Linked DNA regions of Macaca mulatta: region 1 is linked to region 2. The links are chromatin contacts, called in public Hi-C maps. All regions are on one chromosome and are shown on one strand. Each heading gives the region's core, a stretch centred on a gene start, on an enhancer-like site or on the middle of the called end of the contact. The rest is flanking DNA. Distances are from core to core; before and after follow the strand shown. Region 1 has its middle 190 kb from the start of MITF. Region 2 has its middle 39 kb from the start of LMOD3.

The links. Hi-C and Micro-C count contacts between places; a contact is called where the count stands out from the background.
Region 1: a Hi-C map of fetal cortical plate shows a contact between it and region 2, with 6 times the contacts expected there. The contact joins two enhancer-like sites. A contact is called at or near these places in 7 of 14 Hi-C or Micro-C datasets (blood, cortical neurons, fetal cortex germinal zone and 3 more).

The regions. Positions count from the first base shown.
Region 1 is chr2:133,218,146-133,223,680 of T2T-MMU8v2.0, forward strand. No RefSeq gene overlaps it. Among named protein-coding and RNA genes, the nearest start is that of MITF, 190 kb to the right of the region's middle. Within about 2 kb of position 2,561, at least 2 of the 40 cell types and tissues checked have an H3K27ac peak or open chromatin away from gene starts, as enhancers often do. A contact at or near this core is called in fetal cortex germinal zone and fetal cortical plate, where this site is marked.
Region 2 is chr2:132,717,238-132,723,147 of T2T-MMU8v2.0, forward strand. No RefSeq gene overlaps it. Among named protein-coding and RNA genes, the nearest start is that of LMOD3, 39 kb to the left of the region's middle. Within about 2 kb of position 3,249, at least 12 of the 40 cell types and tissues checked have an H3K27ac peak or open chromatin away from gene starts, as enhancers often do. A contact at or near this core is called in fetal cortex germinal zone and fetal cortical plate, where this site is marked.

The sequences.
Region 1 (5,535 bases), core at 1,311-3,810, 500 kb after region 2:
GCCACCGTGCCCGGCCCTCATTCACTATTTAGGAAAAACTGTTTCATAAGAGAAATCCAGCCCCACTAAATTTATCAAGTTTTATTTGATGGCTGATGTTGTTGAAAATTCTGTTTCATTACTCAGGGAAAGCAAATATTAGGGAGTGAAAAAGGCATTGATTTGGAAATCGGAAACACCTGCTTTTAAGTTTCATTTACTGGGGATGATCTGGAGATATGAGTTTGGAGAAGTAACAGACTACTAAGACTCCAATTCTTCATCTACAAAATGTGGATTTTCAACTCCGCATTATTAAAAGACTCACTGAAATAACCAAGCACATGGGAACACTCAACAGATGGCAACTAGGTATGTGAAGTAAGAGAGTTCCTGCCCTCACAGCACTCACAGTCTTGAGGGAGGAGACAGGAATATGTCAAATACTTGCCAGATTGTCCTCTTGAGAAACATGGGGCATTTATCAACCCATCCAGACCCCAAGGGCATTAACTCCTAGCAGGGTGAGAGATCCACACAGAGTCAGGGAGGCAGCCCTGACACAGAAAGAGGAAGGAGGAGGTGCAAGCTTGGATGCTGCAGGCACTGCAGGCACAAGGCGAGGTTGGGGGTACAAAAAGTCCACTTCAGCTTTGGCTGAAGTCAGACATGGGCTTTGAGGGTGGGAAGCAGGGCATGGTCAGTTTTTTGGTTTTTGGTTTTTTTTTTTTTTTTTTTTTTTGGAGGCAGGATCTCATTATGTTGCTCAGGCTAGCCTTGAACTCCTAACCTCAAGTGATGCTCCTGCCTTAGCCTCCCAAGGAGCTGGAATTAGAGGCCTGCACCACCTTTAAACAGAGATCTGGATGCTAAGAAGGGACCACTTTTGTAAGACCCAGGCAAAAGAGTTCCACGCAGAGGAAACAGCAAAAGGAAAGTGCAAAAAGCCACGAGGCAGAAACAGATGCTGAATTTAAGGTGCAGTGGGAAAGCAGAAGAGTGGAAGAAGACCAGGTCCTCAGCACTTGCTCCTCCCTCTGCCTGAAAAGCTCTTCCCATATCCCCATGGCTGCTTCTTGTGCTCACGGAGACTCAGCCTGACCACCTTACATAAAACTGTTCACCTTACACTGGCCTCCACCATTCTGCTTCCTTACTGTGGATAGCACGTTGAATGTGGTCCCCCAAAAGATATGTCCACATCTTAATCCCTGGAACTTGTGAATGTAATCTTCTTTTGGAAAAAAAAAAAAAAAAAAAGTTTTTGCAGATTAAGCTAAGGATCTCAAAATAAAATCATCTTGGATTAATGAGGTGGCCCTAATGGTCCCATGGCAAGTATCCTTACAAGAGACACAAAGAGGAGAAGGCGATGTGAAGGTGAAGCAGAGATTGGAGTTATGTGGCCAGAAACCAAGAAACAGCTGGAGCCACCAGAAGCTGGAAAAGGCAAGGAAAGAGGGTGCATGGCCCTGATGACTCCCTAATTCAGACTTCTTGCCTCCAGAACTGTGAAAGAATACTTTTCTGTTGCTGTAATCCACCCAGTTTGTGGTAATTCATTACAGCAGCCACAGGACACTAATACACCCTGCCCAACCATGTGACATTATTTGTGTCTTTGATTATTTTCTGGGTCCTCCCACTAGATAATGAGCTTTGCTAGGGCAGGGACTTTGTCCTGGTTGCTGCTTTGTCCCCAGACAAGTGTTGCCATTTTCTACCGATTCTGTCTTTTGAAGTTGCCCTCTTAAATACTAAAGCCAAAGCCAATACCTTCTCCTGCCTTTGTTAACAGAAAGAATATCTGTGCTTCTACTTTTTGGATACAGCTAGGCTCAGAGTGAAATCATATGTCAGGCAGGAAAACAGAAAACGTACTAGGTGTTTTAATAGAGGAGATTTAGTATAGGGTTTTAGTATACAGATGCCGAAGAACTTAAAAAGCAAAAAGTGGGCCGGGGCAGTGGCTCCTGCCTGTAATCCCAGCATTTTGGGAGGCTGAGGCAGGCATATCACCTGAGGTCAGGAGTTCAAGACCAACCTGGCTAATATGGCGCAACCCTGTCTCTACTAAAAATACAAAAATTAGCCTGGCATGATGGCAGGTGCCTGTAATCCCAGCTACTCGGGAGGCTGAGGCACGAAAATCTCTTGAACTCAGGACGTGGAGTCTGCAGTGAGCTGCGATTGTACCACTGCACTCCAGCTTGGGCAACAGAGCAAGACTCTGCCTCAAAAAAAAAAAAAAAAAGCAAAAACTGTAGACACTTAGACAATCCAATTTTCACCCCTAGAGCTGGTGAAACAAAGGGGAAGTTTGAAGTTGTTAGTGTTTTAGGAGCTTAGAAATGAGGGAACAACTCTGTGAGGGCTTCTTTGAGGGGGCCTGAGACTGCTCCTGGAAGGGGCTGGAGCCTGGAGCCAGTTGCTGCTGCTGGGCTGGTGCAACTTCTTAACCAAGCGGGCAGAAGGAAATCCCTTCTCTAAGGCCTCCTACTTCCTTCTCGCTTTTGCTTGACTTCCAAGCTTCCTCTATGCATCCCATTAACTGGATCCAACAGGAAGGCCCCTGACAAAGGCACCTGGGAAATGTAGTTTGTGTGTAACTCGAGGACAGAATACAGAGAGATGGATTTGGAACTCAGAGATAATAGCTTAATAATAAGCATAGTGATCAAGTGTGCTTTTTGGCCTGGCATCAAAAAATAGAACAAAGATGAGTACTTTGCAGGCCTGGGCATACGTGTAATTGTTTAATTAAACATGCTTGTAATTTTTTTGCGTAATGTCTGTATTCCTCATTAGACTTCAAACTTCATAAAGGAGTCTATTGTTTATTTTTCCTTGAGGTATCCCCAGGGTCTAGAACAATGACCACCATGGAGTTGGCACTTATAAAAAGTTGTTCACTGGCTGACTGCTTTTCTGGGTTTTTGTCTCCTTTGATTTAATGTTTCTGGAGGACTGTGCTATCCTTTATGTTATAATGAAAAGTCTTCTTTCCTTGTATAAATATGACATAGCTCTTCTTTTAGTGCTATTATTCCAGAGGCAGGGCGGTGAGTGAAGGAGAAAGTTGGCAGGTGGCCGCTCTGGAGTCTAAATTACCTCATTGTGCTGTCTGCAGCAGACCAATTATTGTCAAATCTCTAATATCTGGTTCTACTTGTTTCATGTTGACATACCCATAGACTTTTTCCAGCAGGCTTTATTTGGGAAATTCCTTACATCATATTTATGAAAATTCAAAACTGATCATTTTTGCTCCTGAAAAATGTGAATATGATTTAGTACATGGCTCTTAGCCAGAGATTATTTTGCTCCCCACAGGCCTTTGGCACTATCTGGAGATATTTTGGGTGGTTGTAAGTGGGGGATGCTGCTGGCATCTAGCAGGTGGAGGCCAGAGATGCTGCTGAGCATCCTCCAATGCACAGGGCAGCCTCCACAACAACAAACTATCTGGCCCAAAATGTCAATAATGCTGAGGTGGAAATATCACGATAGAATTTAAAATGTATTTTTATTCATTCTTCTATTAAAGAAATATAGTGGAGAAAGCATCAGTTTGGAAATACACAAGATTTATTTGACTTTAAATCTTGATTTTTCTCTGCACCAGCTGTATAATCTTAGGGAAGAAATTGCATTAGAAGTTGTCAAAGACTTCAATTTCTCACCTGTAACAGAGAATTAAATCCTGCTTTACTGTATTGTTATGAGGGTTGCAAGAGTTAACCAATGTAAGGTTCCTGACACGTGGCTGCCACTTAATATCTAAAGAAAGCATATATGTTTAAATGCATTTATACTACAAGATTCTACCCCAGAAGCACTTCTTTAGCTTTTTAATTACTTTTTACTCTTAAGGAATAGGAATCTGGAAAACCAAATAAAATGCACATTTCCCAGAGCAAACTTTTCATTAATGGTGTCTAACAAGACCTTAGTCTACACAGTCTGATTTATTTTAAGGACTTTAATTGGAGTCAACACATTCTTGAAAGCAATAATTTTATGAGAATCAGAGTAAGAAGATATTAAAATATGCAAACATGGAGATAATAAAAACAAATGTTTGAAACTGGGATATATCAATGCCATAGTTTGAGACACTTTGTTTGTTTTTTTTGCGATGGAGTTTGGCTCTTGTTGCCCAGGCTGGAGTGCAATGGCATGATCTCAGCTCACTGCAACATCTGCCTCCTGGGTTCAAGTGATTCTTATGCCTCAGCCTCCCCAGTAGCTGGGATTGCAGGCATGCGCCACCACGCCTGACTAATTTTGTATTTTTAGTAGAGATGAGGTTTCTCCATGTTGGTCAGGCTGGTCTCGAACTCCCAACCTCAGGTGATCCGCCTGCCTCGGCCTCCCAAAGTGCTGGGATTACAGGCATGAGCATTAAATGTTAAGAAATTATGTAGCAATTAGATTCAGGCTGAACAAAAAAATCCCTCAAAACATTCACCTTTAGTTTTAAAAGATTATCTTAGCAATACAAAAATGTTCATTTAGGTATACCACAGATTAATTGGGTTTTTTGCTCTTTCTATGGCTTGCCTAAGTGAACATATTTGTAAAAATTTTTTTTTCTAACAATTGAAGTAATGCTAGTTCATTCTAGAAAAACTTGGAAGATACAAAAGAGTAAAAAGAAGAAAATAATAAAAATGACCTTCTAATCCAATAATGTAGAGACAGACACTTAAAATTTCAGCAAATTTCCCTTCTTGTGGTCACTAATAAATATTCCTGGGGGCTGGGGCTACTGCTTCAGATTTATATCAGACTGAGTAAACTCATCGGGTCTATTATAGAGCTTTGCACCCTATCTAGCACAGTTTGGGAATACCTTTCCTGCAAAAATATTTGTTGGCTGATAAAATGGGTCCTCAATTCAATATATGTATAAGGCTATAAAATTATATGAAAATAGTGTATTATCAAAGACTTAAAATCATGTTAGCTTTAATAACTGCTTATATGTTAGATTGTATCATATGAAATTGCCTATGTATAACAATTTTTTTTTTACCAAGGGGACAATTTGATTGCAGCCTCTATTCTATCACAAGCTTTTTGAGCACTGCAGGTGAATTTGTTTCTCTTTTATACCACCTGCAAAGCTTGGGTGAGAACTCTGTAGAAGGAAATGCTTAAACATTGCATCATGAATCCATGTGTGTGCTGCAAAGCACTCCCAAAACCTTTACAAGAAGCCAATAATTCCACAAGATCTTTTGTGTAATTTTATTATCTTGCCTTACATCTAAAAATAGCTATGTTTCTACATTGCTGGTCAAATAATGTAGCCATTGTGGAAAACAGTTTGGCAGTTCTTCATAAATTACACATAGAATTACCATATGAGCCAACAATTCCACTCCTGCATGTATACCCAAAAGAATTAAAAACAGGTATTCAAACAAATACTGTACCCAAAATGTTCACAGCAATATTCACAATAGTCAACAGGTGGAAATAACCCAAATGTCTATCAAATGATGAATGAATCAACAAAATGTGGTATATCCATACAAGAATATTATTCAG
Region 2 (5,910 bases), core at 1,999-4,498:
AGCATGATCACTAGTATTTTTAAAGAACAAGTTTCACATGTTCTCAATCATTTTCATTGCTCTGTGAATGGAAGCAAATCGTTGGGGTTCAGAATATTGCTCTGCCAACAAAACAATTTATGTTGCCAGGAGCTGGAGATCCTAAAAAACAACAAATAACATTTGCAGGCCAAACAACACAGGTCACCTAAATAATTTTGTGTATTTTATTCCAAGTCAGGCTTGTCATTTCTCATACCAAAGCATCTCAGCAAAGGCCAGAAAGGGGATTTGGGAAAGCCAAATGAAGCTCACGCTGTCCCTTTGCTTTTAAGCCTAGATAGATACCAAGCCAGTTTTCAATATTTCTTTGGCCCTTGTTACTCTATTAGAGCCATTTACTATTTCTGATCTGTGCTCAGCACAGAAATGGCAGGCCTGATCCAGCAGATCCATAACATTTTGAAATTGTGAGCTCTGTTTATTAAAAATGTCTGGTCGCCTGGGTGATGAGGTGAGGAAGATAGACTGTCAGATAAAATAAAGATATGCATGGGACATTACGAATCCTAACAATGATTTGGTGATGTGCGCCTGTGGTTCCAGCTACTATCCCAAACTCAAATTTAACTGGGAATTTTATTTATTTATTTTTATTTTTTCTAAGAATTAAAGCAAACAATCTATTTTGAAGTAACTCAGATAGGTTTCATTTGTTACATCTAGTTATCTTGAAACACAGTAATCTTGGCCAGGTGGGGTGGCTCACACCTATAATCCCAGCATTTTGGGAGGCCAAGGAGGGTGGATCACATGGGGTCAGAAGTTTGAGCCCAGCCTGGCCAACACGGTGAAGCCCTGTCTCTACTAAAAATACAAAAATTAATTAGGCGTGGTGATGGGTGCCTGTAATCCCAGCTACTCGGGAGGCTGAGGCAGGAGAATTGCTTGAACCCAGGAGGTGGAGGTTGCAGTGGTCCGAGATCGTGCCACTGCACCACTCCAGCCTGGGCGATAGAGCCAGACTTGGTCTCAGGAAAAAAAAAAAAAAGAGAAACACAGTAACCTTGACATAATGGTTGAAGAAAAGGGAGAAGCAATGTAAGCATAAATGCCTGAACATTTTACTATCTTTCATCAATAAACATTACTAGAATGTCATACATTTGAATCCATCCTTTTTCTGAGGAGAACCCTCATTCTATCTTCTGCTTCCTGATATTGAAGCTGGATCTTATTACAAGGGTAGGATGCACTATGGAAAGCATGCCTGATTTTTTTGTTTGTTAGTTTGTTTTTTTGAGATTGAGTTTCACTCTTGTTGCCCAGGCTGGAGTGCAGTGGTGCGATCTCTGCTCACTGCAAACTCTGCCTCCTGGGTTCAAGAAATTCTCCTGCCTCAGCCTCCCAAGTAGCTGGGATTACAGGCATGTGCCACCACGCCCGACTAATTTTGTATTTTTAGTAGAGATGGGGTTTCCCCATGTTGGTCAGGCTGGTCTCGAACTCCCGACCTCAGGAGATCTGCCCACCTCGGCCTCCCATAGTGCTGGGATTACAGGCATGAGCCATCATGCCCGGCCCGTGCCTAAATGTTTTAAACTACGGAAGGAAAGCTACTTCGTCAGTTAAATCTCTGGATTATGCAGACTGACCACTGTGTTATTACATATAACATGGTGAAAAACACTATTATATATGGCTTATTGATAGGTCCACCTCAGTAACGTAGCTAAGCCTTAGATAGTCTGTTAACCACAAAGGCAGGATTTGATGTCAGGTCAAAAATCAGATCCAACTATGACTTTGTGGTTGATGGTTCAGAGAACGCTCTACAACAAAGGGAATGGAGAATGCAGTAAGACAATATCTTTCTAACATTTAATTCAGGGAAAAAGTCATCGCCAGCACAGCTTCACATTAACTGGGCATTTTAAATTTGTATCTGCTCACCTGGCAAATCTAAATACAGCACTGGTAAAATTATACCCTGGAATAGAAAAACTGTAGCCTGAGTCACATGATGAAGGAGAGGTTTGTGTGAGAGAGAAGGGGGAAAGAATGAGCTTTAGAATCATTCTGATTTGGGCTTGATTTCGACTTGATCATGTGACCTTGGGCAGTATGTATGAGCAGTTCCTCCAGGCTTCCTTTCTCCCTCCCATCTGTAAAACGGGCGTCTATTTTACAGATGGGAGAAAGATGTCGCCTCTGGTTATTTAAGATGAAGGGTTAACTCAGTGCAGTGCAGTTCTGAGTCATATTGGCGTCTGAAGCCAAATGAAAAAATCAGTGATACTAAGCTCGTATTTATATAAAATTTTGACTTTTTTCGATTTTATTTATTTTTAAGACAAGGTCTGGCTCTATCACCCAGGTTGGAGTGCAGTGGCATGATTTTGGCTGACTGCAGCCTCAACCTCTCAGGCTCAAGTGATCCTCCCACCAGCATCCTGAGTAGCTGGGATCATATGCGTACATCACCATGCCCAGCTAAATTTTGTGTTTTTTTGTAGAGATGGGGTTTCACCATGTTGCCCAGGCTGATCTCAAACTCCTAGACTCAAGCAATTCACTCACCTCAGCCTCCCAAAGTGCTGGGATTACAGGTGTGAGCTACTGTGCTGGGTTAACATTTTTTTAATCATGGGAAAAAAAATTGCATGAAGTTGGAGTTTTTCAAAAGATTGCATTGAAATATTATTTATCTTGTCAACCAGGTTTGTGGGTGCACTCTCAAAATTTGCACGTGAGCAGGTACCTCACTCATTTAACCCTAAGCCTGGCCTTAGCACTCAATGACTGTTAAGTATTATTAATATTTAATGTTTGTATTTAATTTAATTAATATTTAAATTAAACAATGTTAAATGTTATTAACTCTCTTATATTCCATTTCTTTGTAGTATCCCATTAGAAACAATAAGGACAACAAACACTTATAAGGGCTCACTTTGTCCCAGGCACTGTGCTAAGCTCCTGAAGTACATCATTTTATTGAATCCTTAAAATTCTATGAGATTGTTACAATTATTTCCATTTTATAAAAAGTGGTATTTTTTAAAATTTAAGCTACTTCCCCTAGAAGAAATAGCTAGTAAATGGAGTTGTTGGGCATTAGAAATTAAGTTTTGTTTGTTTTTTTCTGCAGGGCTGCCGAAACTTGTTTGTATACCTCGTGTTGAGTTGAAGTGTGAATTCAGACTGAGCAACTCCTGCCTGCATTAACCCAGACAGGCCTCTAGATGTCCTCATTGACCAAGCTCCAGAATGCTAGGCCAGAGAAAACTACTTTTAGAAAAGGTTTTCTCAGATACTTGTGTAACATGGGAGTGCATATTTATGAGAAATATAGCAGCGTTGAGTGTCCGTGTGAGATGGTGATCATGACTCTAAAAATAGATCCGCTTGCTTATGTGATTTTCTCTGTGAATATTCAGCTCCTTGGCTACAGGTTGATTGCCGGATTTTGACACAGTTCTAAAGGACTGAGATTTTGATTGGCTGCAAATAGATTTGATGGATGGATGGATTCTTGACCAATGTTATGTAGATATGATGGAACCCAAATGTTTGTTTTAAGAACCTTTAAAACTGTGCCCAGTTAGCCAAAATTGTAACACATTTCTAAATAAAGACAAAGAAGAAAGAAAAGGTTTTCTCAGGCGTGTTCTTCCAGGGGAGTTTCTATATATTCTGTGCATGATTACAAACCACACTGGGCCTATCCTAGAAGGTTTTCAGTCTGAAAAAAGGCTCTGGGATTGAGCAGGGCCGACTTCTCTGTGGATGGGAAGGATATGACACCGATTTGCTTAGCCTACAATCAAGGGTTTGGGGTTTCTCAAACATCTATTATTGTCCTACTTGCTTCTGAGCAGGGGGGTGGCAAGCAGGTTTCCCAGGTGTCTTGTATCTACAGGACATGTCCTGTTTTAATTATTTTGTTTGGTGTCTTATATGGATTTTTTTCCAGGATGCCTTAAATGTCCTATATTCAGCTTTTTAAAAAATTAAATTACAAAAATTTGGTGGTTAGAGCTATTTTTCAAATTTAACTGGCCTCCTGTATTTGCATTTGTTAAATCTGACCATCCTACTGGCTGGCTTGTTTGCATTCGTATGAACATAGAAAAGGTAGGGACCTGTCTTTGAGGCAGCAGCAGGGCTGTCCTAGGATGTCGCAAGTGCTTGTCCTAGTCCTGACCATGCAGAAGAGCTGTAGCTGAACTGTTAGGCAAACACCTTGATCAGTCTGATTCCTCAGGTGAGACCTGCATGCAACCTCCCTGAACAATGGACTCCAGAGTGGAACAAATTCATGCTTTTCAAAGTTTCTCTTTTATACATTTGTGAATTGGGATCCAGGCCTGGGTACCTTCTAGCTATGTAACTTGGGCAAACTACTTAACCTTTCTGAGCTTCTGCTTGGAATTAATAATTACAAACTTGCTGTGAAGATTAAATAAAAAAAAAAGTGGTGGGTATGGTGGCTCAAGCCTGTAATCACAACACTTTGGGAGGCCGAGGTGGGAGGATCACTTAAGGCCAGGAGTTTGAGACAAACCTGGCCAACGTGATGAGACCCCATCACTACTAAAAATACAAAAATTAGCCAGGTATGGTGGTGCATGCCTGTAATCCCAGCTACTCGGGAGGCTGAGGTGGGAGAATCACTTGAACCCGAGAGGCAGAAGTTGCGGTGAGCCGAGATCGTGCTACTGCACTCCAGCCTGGGCAACAGAGCAAGCCTCCGTCTCAAAAAAATAAATAAAATAAAATAAACATAAATAAATAAATAAATAAATAGGAAAAAAAGTGTTCCCAGTACCTACAACAGTGCCTGAGACATGAATCAGCCCTCAACGATGAGTTAGTTTAGTGCTGTCATTTCAGTGTTTAAACTAAGGCAGTGCAAATCCTCCAAACATTATCTTAATATTCAACATCTTCTGCCTTTTCTCCCTCAGAAAATAGTTTATATTATGAGTACATTCTAGAGACTTGATGTTATGCTGAGCTGGTTACGTGCCTTATCTTGTTCAGCCCACACAATGTCCTTGTGAGATATGTACTAGAGAGGAAACTGAGGCCCAGGGAAGTCAGGAAACTTCCCGTAGTTCATATAACCAGCCAGTACCAAGGCCAGGAAATATTCAAAGCACAGCAGTCTGTCTCCAGGTCTGCATGACTTCAAAGCCTACATATTTAACCACTACTTTATAAAGATGGGGGTGTCTGCTTAGACACCCACTATCAAGTCCCTGGGAGGCTTCTTCTATGATAATTGAAGGGCTTCTGGAAATGCCCTTCGCAGTATTGGACTGTCAGTATTCTTTCTTTTTTTCTTTTCTTTTTTTTTTTTTAAGATGGAATCTTGCTCTGTTGCCCAGGCTGGAGTACAGTGGCGCGATCTCGGCTCACTGCAAGCTCCGCCTCCCAGATTCATGCCATTCTCCTGCCTCAGCCTCCCAAGTAGCTGGGACTACAGGCATCCAACACCATGCCCAGCTAATTTTGTGTATTTTTTTTTTTTTTCGTAGAGACGGGGTTTCACCGTGTTAGCCAGGATGGTCTCTATCTCCTGACCTTGTGATCCGCCCACCTCGGCCTCCCAAAGTGCTGGGATCACAGGCATGAGCCACTGTGCCCGACCAGTTGTCAGTATCTTGATGAGATCTTTCTCATCATTGCTTTCCAATCCTTAATCTTCTCTTTTTTCTTTTTGGAGACAGGGTTTTACTTTGTCACCGAGGCTGGAGTGCAATGGCGTGATCATAGCTCACTGTAAACTTGAACCCCTGGTCTCTAGTGATCCTCCCATCTCAGCCTCCGGAGTAGTTTAGACTACAGGGGCATGCCACCACACCCAACTCCTTTTCATTATTTTGTAGAGACAGGACCTTGCTATAGTGCCCAGGCTGGTCTCAA